Linked DNA regions of Mus musculus: region 2 is linked to region 1. A link is a contact called in public promoter capture Hi-C data. All regions are on one chromosome and are shown on one strand. Each heading gives the region's core, a stretch centred on a gene start, on an enhancer-like site or on the middle of the called end of the contact. The rest is flanking DNA. Distances are from core to core; before and after follow the strand shown. Region 1 holds the start of Lncpint (long non-protein coding RNA, Trp53 induced transcript). Region 2 holds the start of Agbl3 (ATP/GTP binding protein-like 3).

Region 1 (5,809 bases), core at 191-2,690:
TTTAAAAGCAACCCCCCCCATACATAAGCGTTAGACTTAGCTCTACCTACGCACTCGCTTTGCCTCCCCCATGGTCTCCTACCAAATCCAAGCGACTTACCAAATCCAAATGCCCACCCTACACACCTGCTAGGTAACCTGCCTTCTGGAACCTCAAAGCCCCACCCATCCCGCCTGTGGGGGCAACCTGTGGTGGGGGGGAGTGAGGCAACACGATTAGGTAGTGATAGAGAGGGGGGACATACAACCCCCCATCTCCAGAGCAAGAGGACGCATCCTGCTTCCCTCCGCCAAAATAATAGCCGAAGTCAAAGCTCCGGCTTCCCAGGGGCTGCCTCTCCCCCCACCTTCCCCCTAGAACCAAAACGTCGCGTCCCTCCCAACCGCTCGCCCCCAGCCCTTACTTCTTGTTGACGGCCGAGGTGGGGGGGCGTGGGAGCCATGCATGAGTTGCCTCTAGGTTCGGGATGTTGGTCTCCTCTGAGTGAAGAGGTGGGATCTCGAAATGGAAACAGTCCTCCCTCCCCCCCCCCAACCCCCCCCCGCCGGTCCCTCCCCTCCTCCTCCTCCTCTTCGTCTGTTTACCTCAAGTTTGAATTTTATCTGCGCAACATTAGCTGGAATGCGGACATTGAAAAAAAAAAAAAAAACCACTCGCTCTCAACCCGGCAGCAGCTCCGGAGGAGCCATGTGGCATCAAGCCACCGCAAAGGGGAAAAAAAAGTGCTCTTAGCAACACAAACATGGCGAAATAGCTCCGACATGCCCGTTTCACGCAGCAACCCTACCTTCCTTCGCTCACCCGCCGAGCATCCTGGCCCGCTGCCTCAGGCCCCTTGTGGGGGACCGTAAGGGGGCCCCGGGGACTGCGAGGGTGGACGTCAAGAGAGTCCACCGGGAAAATAGCACAGATGACGCGCCAACCCATCTGCCTCACCGAGAGTGCGGGGACGCTTTTTCCACCCCCAAGGTGGGAGTTGAGCACCAAATCCTGTCCCCAAGTCCTGCTGGACCCGTTTTCCCCACCCTAAAGAACTTACCTTGAGGCTGAACACTACACCGCTTTGCTCTCTTTTCTGGTTCCTTCCTCTGGAGTGAGGAGGAAAATGATGCGCACGTAGATTCCGAGAGCGTATTCTTCTAGAATTTTCCCATGATGGTTGGTGGGGAGCGATGGGGACTCTGAGACAGGTGCGGGGCTGCCGGCTAAAAGTTGCTCAGCGCACCACGGTGGGCGACAGGGTCCCCGGAGCGGGCGGAGGACCCCCACTCTCTGTCCCTGGCGTCGCCCACTTGTCACGCCAGGCTGCTGCGTGCGCTCGGCTGCAGAGGAGGTGGCGTAGTTTCTCTTTCTCCCACCTCTTCTCACTTGTTTTGTAGCCGTGGGCTCCCCTAATGCTTTCCTCTCCACAATGTTGTTTCATTATATCATGTCCATCATGTGACACCGGAGAGGCCTCTCTATGGAAACTTAAAGGGGCTCCCACGTGACTGCAGCAGCAACAACAGCAGCAGGACCGCCGGCGGCGGCGGCGGCAGCATTTGTACCACCACCCACCAGGAGCCCCTCGAAGCATCCCGAAGGGGCTTGTGGCGCTGCGAAAGCCCAGATAAGGGAGCCACTGCATCCGGGAGCTATGGCGTCGGTGCGTGCGTGGAGCCAGTGCTCATTACACAGCAAGCGGAACAGGAGCGTCCTTAAATCCTTTCCTGCAGTCACCAAGCCCACGCTCTGTTAAAATGACATTTCGTGGTTCCTACTTTATTTTCCCCCAAGAGCTGTGAGTTCCCTATCAGGCCTGATTAAATTTTACAAAGTCAAAAAGAAAAGCCAGATTTGCCCTCTCAGTGAGCTCACTCGCAGATCGTTGGTAGAACAGAAATGCCCAGAAAATAACAACCAGAACCGGGCATTTGGTCCATAATTACCATCACTACCAGTTTCGGAGCTTTCTGGAATTACATTCCTCCGGTAACTGTTGATGATGCTCTCAAGAGGCAAAATGCAAGGCAGTTTTTCTCTTCCGCGGCTATATTAGGGCTTTGTTGCTGACAACAGTAAAAACTTGTTTGTGTCAGGAAGTGAGGTATGAAGCCATGACCTGTAAGGTACAGACAAAACCAAAGTGGCAGTTTGGGCACTACTTTTCTGACCACATTCTTCCAAATGGTGACAAGATGACTGCCATAAAATGCGTGCTTGGTTGGAAATAAGATGATCAGGGAAACATGCTTATCCCTTAATCATACTGTGCATGCTACACACTAGAAATTATATATACATATATATGCGTGTGTGTGGACAGAGCGCAAACGTGCATTTTCCTGATATTCCAAACCACCAATTCTGTCCCCACTGCTAGCATTTAACTTAAGTATTAGCGTTTAAAGGCTTATTCGTGTCTAGTGATGTATGGAAACTAAGTTTGAAGTCCTTAGTCTTAATGACTTGCAATGTATGTGTGTGCAAGGTGTGTGGGGGGGGGGGTCTACTTCGAATCGCAATTCTCTGTCTCTACATTTTTATGTACCATGGAAAAACATCCTATAAGTAAAATCTATGATTAAATTGCTATTTTTCTGTTGGTTCACACTTTTCCGTCTTTATAAGGAAAACGGGGTTGGCAGAATTGTGGAAAAAGGATAAGAAAACACTAACTCAGTAACTGAGGAGTGGGATGGGAGAGGACCAACATTCCGGCCTGGCCTTGATTATCCGTCTCTCTCCATCACTTATGAATGCATTAGGTCTCCCTCTAATTCTAACACCCATCCTTATGGCCTTCTAACCTCAAGTCTAATTCTTTCATCCTTTTAACCCTCTTTTGCCTGGACCGCCCAGCTCAGGCTCTTTGCTTATGTACCCAGCTCAGGCCTTCCCAAATACTTAACCCCACCACCACCAGCAGCAGCAGCAGCAGGAAGAAGCAGCTGGTTCTCTTCTCAGCAACCTTACCCCCTTACCTCTCTTTGACCTCCTTTAATCTCCTCCACAGCCTGGCCCTTGACTTCACAGATTCCTCTTACCTTTCTTCACCTGAAATGGCCTGCCCTTTACTGGGGTCTCCTTTACCCCTCCTCTCTGGTCCCATCCCTTCTGCGGGCGAACCCCAGCATTCCTCCACGGCTCGGCCTGGTCAGCTTGAACCACATTTTGTCGGCTTGCCCTGGGCAAAGAGGGAGTTTATGGTGGAAAGTGGGTCCAAGACTACCCCTGGGTTAGACCCCTGCCTTGCCCCATCCGCTCCTCCCAAGCCCTGGTTGCGGCGCTTCCTGGGCGGATGGTTTGGACTTGCTGCTGCAGCTGCGGTTCTGCTGTGTCATGCAAGAAGGAGGCGGCGGCGGCGGCCGGAGCTGGAGGGGGAGGAGGGGAGGAACCTGATCCTCGGTAGCGAAGGGCTGGAGGCAAACACCGAGCTCCCCCTGAGCCGCCTGGGAGCAGGGAGGGTTCTGCTACCCTGAGGGGCCCTCCCCGCGGGGCAGAGGGTAAGTGGGGAGGCGCAGGTGGTCGCCTTGGGAAGGGAGCGCGCAGGGGGGTTAGGTGGGACGGCGGGACCGCTAGGAGCTACCCGAGCCCCAAGGAGTCAAGTGTCCGACTAATAGGAGCCCAGGCTATAGAAGAGTTGGTCTGCCAGTAGCAGCAAGAACTATTTGCCTAATGACAGTTGTCCTTAGCCACACGGTGGGTGGAGTTGTAGATCCCGAACTCAGGACCCATCTAAAGGCAATGATTCACGGTTGCAGGAACTTAATCCCAGCAGCCCTGGCGCTGTAGGACACCCTTGAAATGAAAAGGCCAACACACCCCAGGTTCCTCTAGCCTTTCTGGACTTTCTGGGTTGTCTTCTTCAAATCTAGGGGAAAGGCTGGGAAACTGGCCCAACCCCACTTTAGCCACAAAAATAACGCTCTTGGCCGGTGGCCCTAGACAAGCAGCCTCTGGTGCAATTAAACAATCAATAGGAAAAAGCCCACCCTCCTCCCTTCTTCACCAGCTCCTTCCACCAAGGTAATTCATGGGGCTTAAAGGAGAAAGAAAATGTGGTATATGTTGCCCTATCCAAGCTGTCAGTCAGTCTGCCACTACACAAATGGCCACCTGTACACTCCAGGGTTCACCCTGCCTTCAGAGGGATGCTTGTGAGAGACACAACAATACTGCTCCAGGTAGCAAGAGGAGACCACCTTAAACTCCCGACAATTTCACCTCCATTGCCCCTTCTCCCCCCTCCCCCGCCCCCCAGGGGAATTGGAAACCTAGACTTGAGAGCAATGAACTGTAGAGACAGGCTGGGCACATAGGAACACTGCTCTTTCACCTGCCCGCAGTTCTCAGGACAGCAATTATTGTTATTATTATTATTATTATTATTATTATTATTATTATCTTATGTTCCTTTCCATGTCCCTCCTGGAAATCTCAAGAAGCACTTTCTGGAACGTTTTAATGTCAGTCGTACATTTAGAAGTAGGGGTTGAGGGGATTAACGGAAAGGCTAATGACTGTCTCAAAAGCACATGCGGTTGCTAGGGAACTCATGCTCGTCCCTGCTCTCTAATCACCAGTGCGTTCCAGGGAAATCAAACTGCTCGGGGTGTTATTAAAATGAACGGCATTTGGTTGAAGGCTTCTTTGCTTATGTTGTAGCATCCTGGATTGTTATCGATTGCCTCACACCCACATACCTTGTTTTCCTAATTTGATTTCTGTATTTGCGTCACTGCCAGGGACACTCAGACTAGACCAGTCAGGTTCACTTCCTGTTTCTCAGAACTGGTTTATATTTGGTCTCTGTGCTCTAGCTGGTAAGACATTATCACGCTGATCCTCTTGGAAAGGAATCTTTGCTTTCCGTTGACAACAAATTATCCCAATTAAATGCTAATTCTCGTGGAAAACGTCATTGTAGGAGGGTTAAGGCACTACTGGGATACTTTATTAGCCATTTGAGAAAGCCATTCTTAACATGTAAAGCAAGAAAAACCCATCCCCCCTCCTGCCCCCCCCCAAAAGAAACTTCATTCCCCAGCTTTGGAACTAAAACAAACTCAAGAAGAGAAAATATTTAAATATGATGTTTCCAAAATGAAGCATACAGAAGTACACATTGAAGCTGGAGGAATCATTTGACTAAATAAGGCGTAGAATTGAATTCATTCCAGGCCCAGGAAGGACAAATAAGCGTGGGTTGGCATTGTGGCCCGGAGAGTACAAAGTGTGACTGAGAGGCTACTTTACAAATAGGAAATCCCATCACCTTGTGAACTAAATGTCTCCTTTACTGATTCCCCTATGTCCCTGATAAGGCAGCCTTGCTTTTTATATTTTTGCTTCGAGTTCCTTCCTCTTTATAACAAGAATATCACCAAGGCAATAGCAGAAAGATAAGACTATGTAAATAAGTAGGTTCTGATGGAGATAATTTGTTTGATGAAAAATAAAGCACACATGGCATTGAAGAAAGATTGGTTTCCACTTCGGTGCACAGAGGTGAGCTTAGGGCAGCCATCTTGGGTCTTTGCATGTCCGTATCCCAATGGAAGCTTCTAGAGATCTCAATGTTGATTTCAATTTTAATTTTTAGCTGTTAGATTTTTTTTTAAATGTACATTGGTGTTGTGCCTACATGCCTGTCTGTGTGAAAAGACATGTATATCTGCATAAGGGTGTCAGATCCCCTGGAACTAGAGTTACAGACAGGTGTGAGTTGCCATGTGGGCTCTGGGAATTAAATCCGGGTCCTTTGGAAGAACAGCCAGTGTTCTTAGCCACTGAACTTTCTCTCCAGCCCCTAGCCTTTAATGCCTA
Region 2 (5,477 bases), core at 2,136-4,635, 3.6 Mb after region 1:
GTGTGTGTGAGATCAAACAATAGACAGTAACTTGACCAGGTAAAATCATCTTTGGCCCCTTAGCCCCAGGATGTCTTAATCTCAACAAGAGGCAAAAATCTTGAAAAAGAGAGGGAGGAAAGGACGGAGGGAGAGAGAGAGAGAGAGAGAGCAAGCAAAGCCAGCTGAGTCTTGGTTAGCTGCTGAGTGGAACAGATTTCAAGATGTGAGCTTGGAAACACTGTGAGGTTTGGCCCTTCGTGCAAGGAAGGTACAGACAGGTACTGGTCTAGCCTCTGGCTCCCAGTTCCTAGAATGGCTTCATCAATTCAACTGGGTGAAAAGACCTCAAAGTTCCCACAATAACTAACTTCTATGATGTCATAAAGAATGAATGCTTTGGTCACCTTGTTTCCTTATCTAGATGTTTAATACATTCCACATGGCAAATTATTCAAAAATAAGTTACAGTCCTAACATAGCTTACACTTTTGCCACTTTACCAAGATGGCATTTTGCTCCTGATTGTCTGCCCTAGTGACTGTGCCTTTCGGGATAATACAGGTATGTATTTACATATTCTTTTTCTCTCTTATTTTTTTTTTTTAAGCATTGGGATTCCTACTGTCACGTGAAAGAAGAGGGAATTACTGCAGGCTCCATCTGCCTCCTGAAGGAGGAGTCTGTCCAGTAGCTTTCAGTGGTGGGATCACAGAGACCGGAGCACAACTCAGTACATCTTTGAGAACTTTTTTTTTCCATTTTTTATTAGGTATTTAGCTCATTTACATTTCTAATGCTATACCAAAAGTCCCCCATACCCACCCACCCCCATTCCCCTACCCACCCACTCCCCCTTTTTGGCCCTGGTGTTCCCCTGTACTGGGGCATATAAAGTTTGCGTGTCCAATGGGCCCATCTTTGAGAACTTTACTCCAGGCTTTATTATCATTTTAACTTAAGAACAAAGAATTCAATTTCCAGTGTGTGCTCCCGTCTAAAATCAAAATTAAAAAAAAAACTTAATTAAAAGTGGAAAGCCCATGGACGTTGGAGAGATGGCTTAGAGGTTAAGCGTATTGTCTACTCTTCCAGAGGTCCTGAGTTCAATTCCCAACCATCACGTGGTGGCTCATAATCATCTGTAATGAGATCTAGTGCCCTCTTCTGGTCTGAAGACATATATGCAGGCAGAACAACCCGAGTTCAATTCCCAGAGTCCAGGTAAAGGAAGAGTGGGCTTAGTACTACTGGTTGTCTTCTGAGCTCCACATGAACTGTAGCATGCATGCCCCTATAAATGCAATACAAACAATGTTCTAAAACTTTAAAATGTTTTAAAGCAAATGCTTCTAAGGCGATTTTAACTTTAGCTGGAGGAGAGGGGATTCCATATGATGTGTCTTTAAAGTGACACTAACCACAGCCAGCATGTCTCTCCTGGCCTCAGCACTTGCACCAGCGAGGTCTTCTCTAGTCAACCACGAGGTTTAGTCTCTTGTTCAAATGCTACCTGGGCAGAGGGCTTCCCTAGCCACCTCACATTAAAGAACTACGCTGCCAAGCTACTCGACCCCAGCACTGCTAAGCTTTCTTTCCCTCCATAGCAACTTTCATCTGCCTGGTTCTATTATTGTCTTCTCCCATTAGGATGTAATCCCCATTAAAAAACTCTGCAATGGCCTTTCACGGTCAATAGTCTCTGATGTAAAACTAACCCGTAAAGGTCAGGTGAGTAATGAATGAATGTGACTTTTCAAAGCTTTGAGAATTTCTAAGTAATTCTCTTATGCACTAATAGCATTCTCTATAAATATTTGTTGACATATGTTAATGTGCATAGTTGGGCTGAATATACATACATACATACATACATACATACATACATGATTTAAGTCCTATCTTTGCCTCTTCCCTATCTGGCTGGGATGTTTCTTGGAGCTCCATCTTGTGAACCTGACAGCCTATAGCCTTTATCCATGAGTAAAGAGAAACAAAACAACAACAACAACAACAACAACAAAAAACAATAGATTCCATATAAAACAAACTGGCTTACCCTATTTACTGTCCAACAGCACAATACCACCAGCGGGGGATGTTTTAAGAAAAGTCTAGCTTGACTGTGATTCTAGTGGTACAAGCCAAGGGAACACATTTGGTGACGGACTTGCAGGCAGAGAGTCCCAAGTGACCAAATGGTACCCCTTAGCAGAAACTGGGAGTGGGTGCCCTCTGTTGTCCTATAGAGCCACTAAGTTTTAATTATGAGAACTCCACGCCGATGGTCTCATTCATCTTACTTACCCCTGAACGGCCCCACATATAAACAGAAGTAGGGTTATGTTTCTGTTCTTACATATCCACAGGAGCAAGTAAATTTCGGTACTGGAGCTTTGAGGATACCCTCAAACCAGAGAGTCTCTGAGCATTGTCTCCGTTAGTGATATACACATGGCATAAAACCAAGCACAACTAACTATGAAGACTAGTTTTCAAACAAGTGTGATCAATGGCACACTTCATTTCCTCAGGCCAATGCCCAAAGAAACAGAAAGTCTCAAGGTCTGACACAAACACATTCCCAGAAAGTTAACAAATCTAGAGATGCTAACCCATTTCCATGCTGAAACTGAAGCGCTTAATGCGAACCATGAGGGCACTGAACACCTCCTCATTCTTTTTGTCTATATGGGTTTTTCTTTTATTAACTTTACTTGGAAAACTGTTCCAACTGTATTATCCACCAAAGTGAAAAGTGACCAACAAATCAGGGTTAAATATACACACACAAACACAGATCCTAAGACTGCTGTGGGGGTCTTATTGACTTAAATAAGGCAAGGTGGGAGATTTGCTTTGTGAAAGTGTTGGCTAACAAAGAATTTCTAAGCTGATGAAATTTTTGAGAATTTACCCTTATACATATAACCATGACTCCTCCAAATCAAGTATTTTAAGTCTCACTTCCAGAATAAGAATGAATTATAATTGTGCAAAATAGAACTCAACCTTTTAACTTCAAATAAATTAGTTCATTTTTATTAATAAGGTTCAGTTCAGAAAATTAACTTGCCCGTGGTCATCAGGTTGTTAAAAGTCAAGGGGGGCTCTAGACACAAGCCTTAAACTGTATGTTCTACTGCCTTCTCAGCGCAGGCACCTAGCAAACAAGTTATAGTCACTCAGAACAAACTGCAGTCGCATCTTCCCCAGTGCTAAACTCTCCCTCCTGCAATGCTCAAACCGGTCCATACCATAAGCCAAGCCAGGAGTTCCCATCATCCCCTAGCATCAATGTCTCCCGCCAAAAACCTCACCACCTTCACAGCTGTCCCTAGGAAGAAATCACTAAAGCTCCCCAAAGTCTCGCGAGAGTACAGCCGTTGCCCTGGCAACAAGCGGCCTGCTCTCTCAGCGACCGCTGAATTTCGATGGCATTTGCTCTGACCCTGTCGTCGCCCGGTGCCTGGGGGACATCCTAAAGTATTCTCCCGGCAGGGGTGGGACGACCGGCGGACTTGAAGAGGCCCAGGGAACGAGGCGGGCGGCGGACGCGCCGCTTAGGCAGCGGGGAGCGGGGGAAATGCGGCCCTCGGCGCGGGACGGCGCGGGGCCCGCGTGAGTGAGGAGGCTCCGCGCGGGTCCCGCCCCGAGAGAAGGCCTGGCGCGGCCGCACGCCCCCCGCTCGCCGCTTCGGGCGCGGACCGGCGTCCGCGGGCTTCCGGCGCCTAGCGCCTGCACGCCTCGTCCGCGCACGTAAGGAGCTGCCGCCGGGCGTCCCGGCGGGTTGTCGTAATTTCGAGCCGTCATCCGGGGCTGAAGCTTCGGTCTCCGCCCCGAGATGTCACCTAGAAACCGCTCTCTCGACTGCAGTTGGCGTTTATGATGAAGCTTCGCGAGGCCTTCCGCGCCGTCCGCGCCCCCGAACGCGCTCGTCTGTAGACGTCAACCGGGGGCTGAGAAGGTGTTTGTCGGCGGTGGTCAAAAGGCTCGCTTTTAGAGAGAACCAAACACCAGTAGTTGTGAAATTGGTAAATTCTTTTGGTGTCCTCCAAAGTGTAAAAGCTTGGCAAGGATGATTTCATTGCAAATAAGAAAAGAGGAAACGTATACCTAAAACTGTATTATCCCCAAAGGCACAATCACTGGCATGTGTAGCAGGAGGAAAATGTCATTTTAGTAAAATGCCAATTTCAGGCTTGCCTAGAAGCAACAGTGGTCATCTCCAGCCGGACCTTCTGGTAGCTATTCCAATACAAATGGTGTCATTGGCTTTAAAAGTTAAATATACAGTAATGATCACGGTTAAAGAGAAACTTAAGTTATACACACTGAAGCTCGGGTCAACTGAAAGTTCAAGAGAAAGGGGAAAGTTTTTACACTATTGCTACATTTTATTGTCTGAATAATTATAACTTTTCTTGTGTACTTTTTAATGCGTGAAGACAATCCCCATTTACTATTGCAGTGTAGTGTTTAGTTATGAATATAAAATGTAAATGGCCTGGCTATATACTGTGGAAGTTTTTCAACTAAATTATTTACGTGATTTGTCTCTCTTGTTTCAACAGATTTTTTAAGTTTTATTTTTGTTCATAAAACATACTGACAGGTTATAAATATATCCCCCTTCATCTCTTCTAAAATTCACACCCCCATTCCATATCCACTCATCATCTTAAATTTTTTATTTAATTAAAATATAATTACATCATTTATCCCCCTTCCAACCCTCTCAGATACATATCCTCTTTTGCTATTTATTATCATTGTGTGTTTAAATAAATATATAAATGCAACTTGCAGAAGCCTATTGAATATTGCTTATGTGTATATTCTTTGTAGGACTGAACATCTGGTATTGGATATCTGTTTAGGAAGCTTGCTTTGTAGTAACGGATAGTTTTGTAAAATCTTTGAATTTGAAATTAATTTCCTGTATCCTTACTAGTTTAGTTTTCAGAGATCTGTCACTCTTAATTAAATACAATTGGACAGGTTTTGTAGTATTCATTTAATACAGAACCTGCACACCTTTGCTTAAAAGAAAAGCTGTTAAAAATCTCCTTAGACATTTTACAGCCTACTCACATAATTAAAGACATTCCGAGGAAGACACTAGAAGAGATGTCAGAAGATTCAGAGGAGGAAGACTACTCAGATAGAAGCATCAGTGATGACGATGACTTGGTATGTCTTTCTTTTTTACTTTGCGTAATTTGAGGTAAAATGTAGTATCAAGCACATATTTCCAATTAAAACATTATAGAATTAATTTGATGTAAAAACAAAACAGATGATGTCTGTTTTTGTCATAGAAGTTAGAAAATAACTGAAAAATGTATTGTGTAATGTGCCCTGTCTAGAAAGAAAGAAAAAGAGTTGATTTTTCTTGACGAGGCTATCAACTTGAGAGTGGGGAGGGGGAATAGGAATTGACAGGAGGAATGGGAAGGGCAAAATGATCTAATTCTATTTTAATTAAAAACATTTTT

The links. Promoter capture Hi-C pulls out the DNA fragments that hold promoters and counts their contacts.
Region 2: a contact with region 1 is called in a promoter capture Hi-C map of pre-B cells. The contact joins the promoter of Agbl3 here to the promoter of Lncpint in region 1.

Annotation. Positions count from the first base shown.
Region 1 is chr6:31,217,034-31,222,842 of GRCm38.p6, forward strand. It overlaps Lncpint (long non-protein coding RNA, Trp53 induced transcript), which reads right to left and starts at 1,441. Exons shown (of 4, transcript NR_110471.1): 1 at 1,041-1,441. It overlaps 2210408F21Rik (RIKEN cDNA 2210408F21 gene), which reads left to right and starts at 3,318. Exons shown (of 6, transcript NR_040262.1): 1 at 3,318-3,486.
Region 2 is chr6:34,777,047-34,782,523 of GRCm38.p6, forward strand. Agbl3 (ATP/GTP binding protein-like 3) reads left to right here and starts at 3,386. Exons shown (of 20, transcript NM_001289656.1): 1 at 3,386-4,013; 2 at 5,054-5,172. The coding sequence starts at 5,110.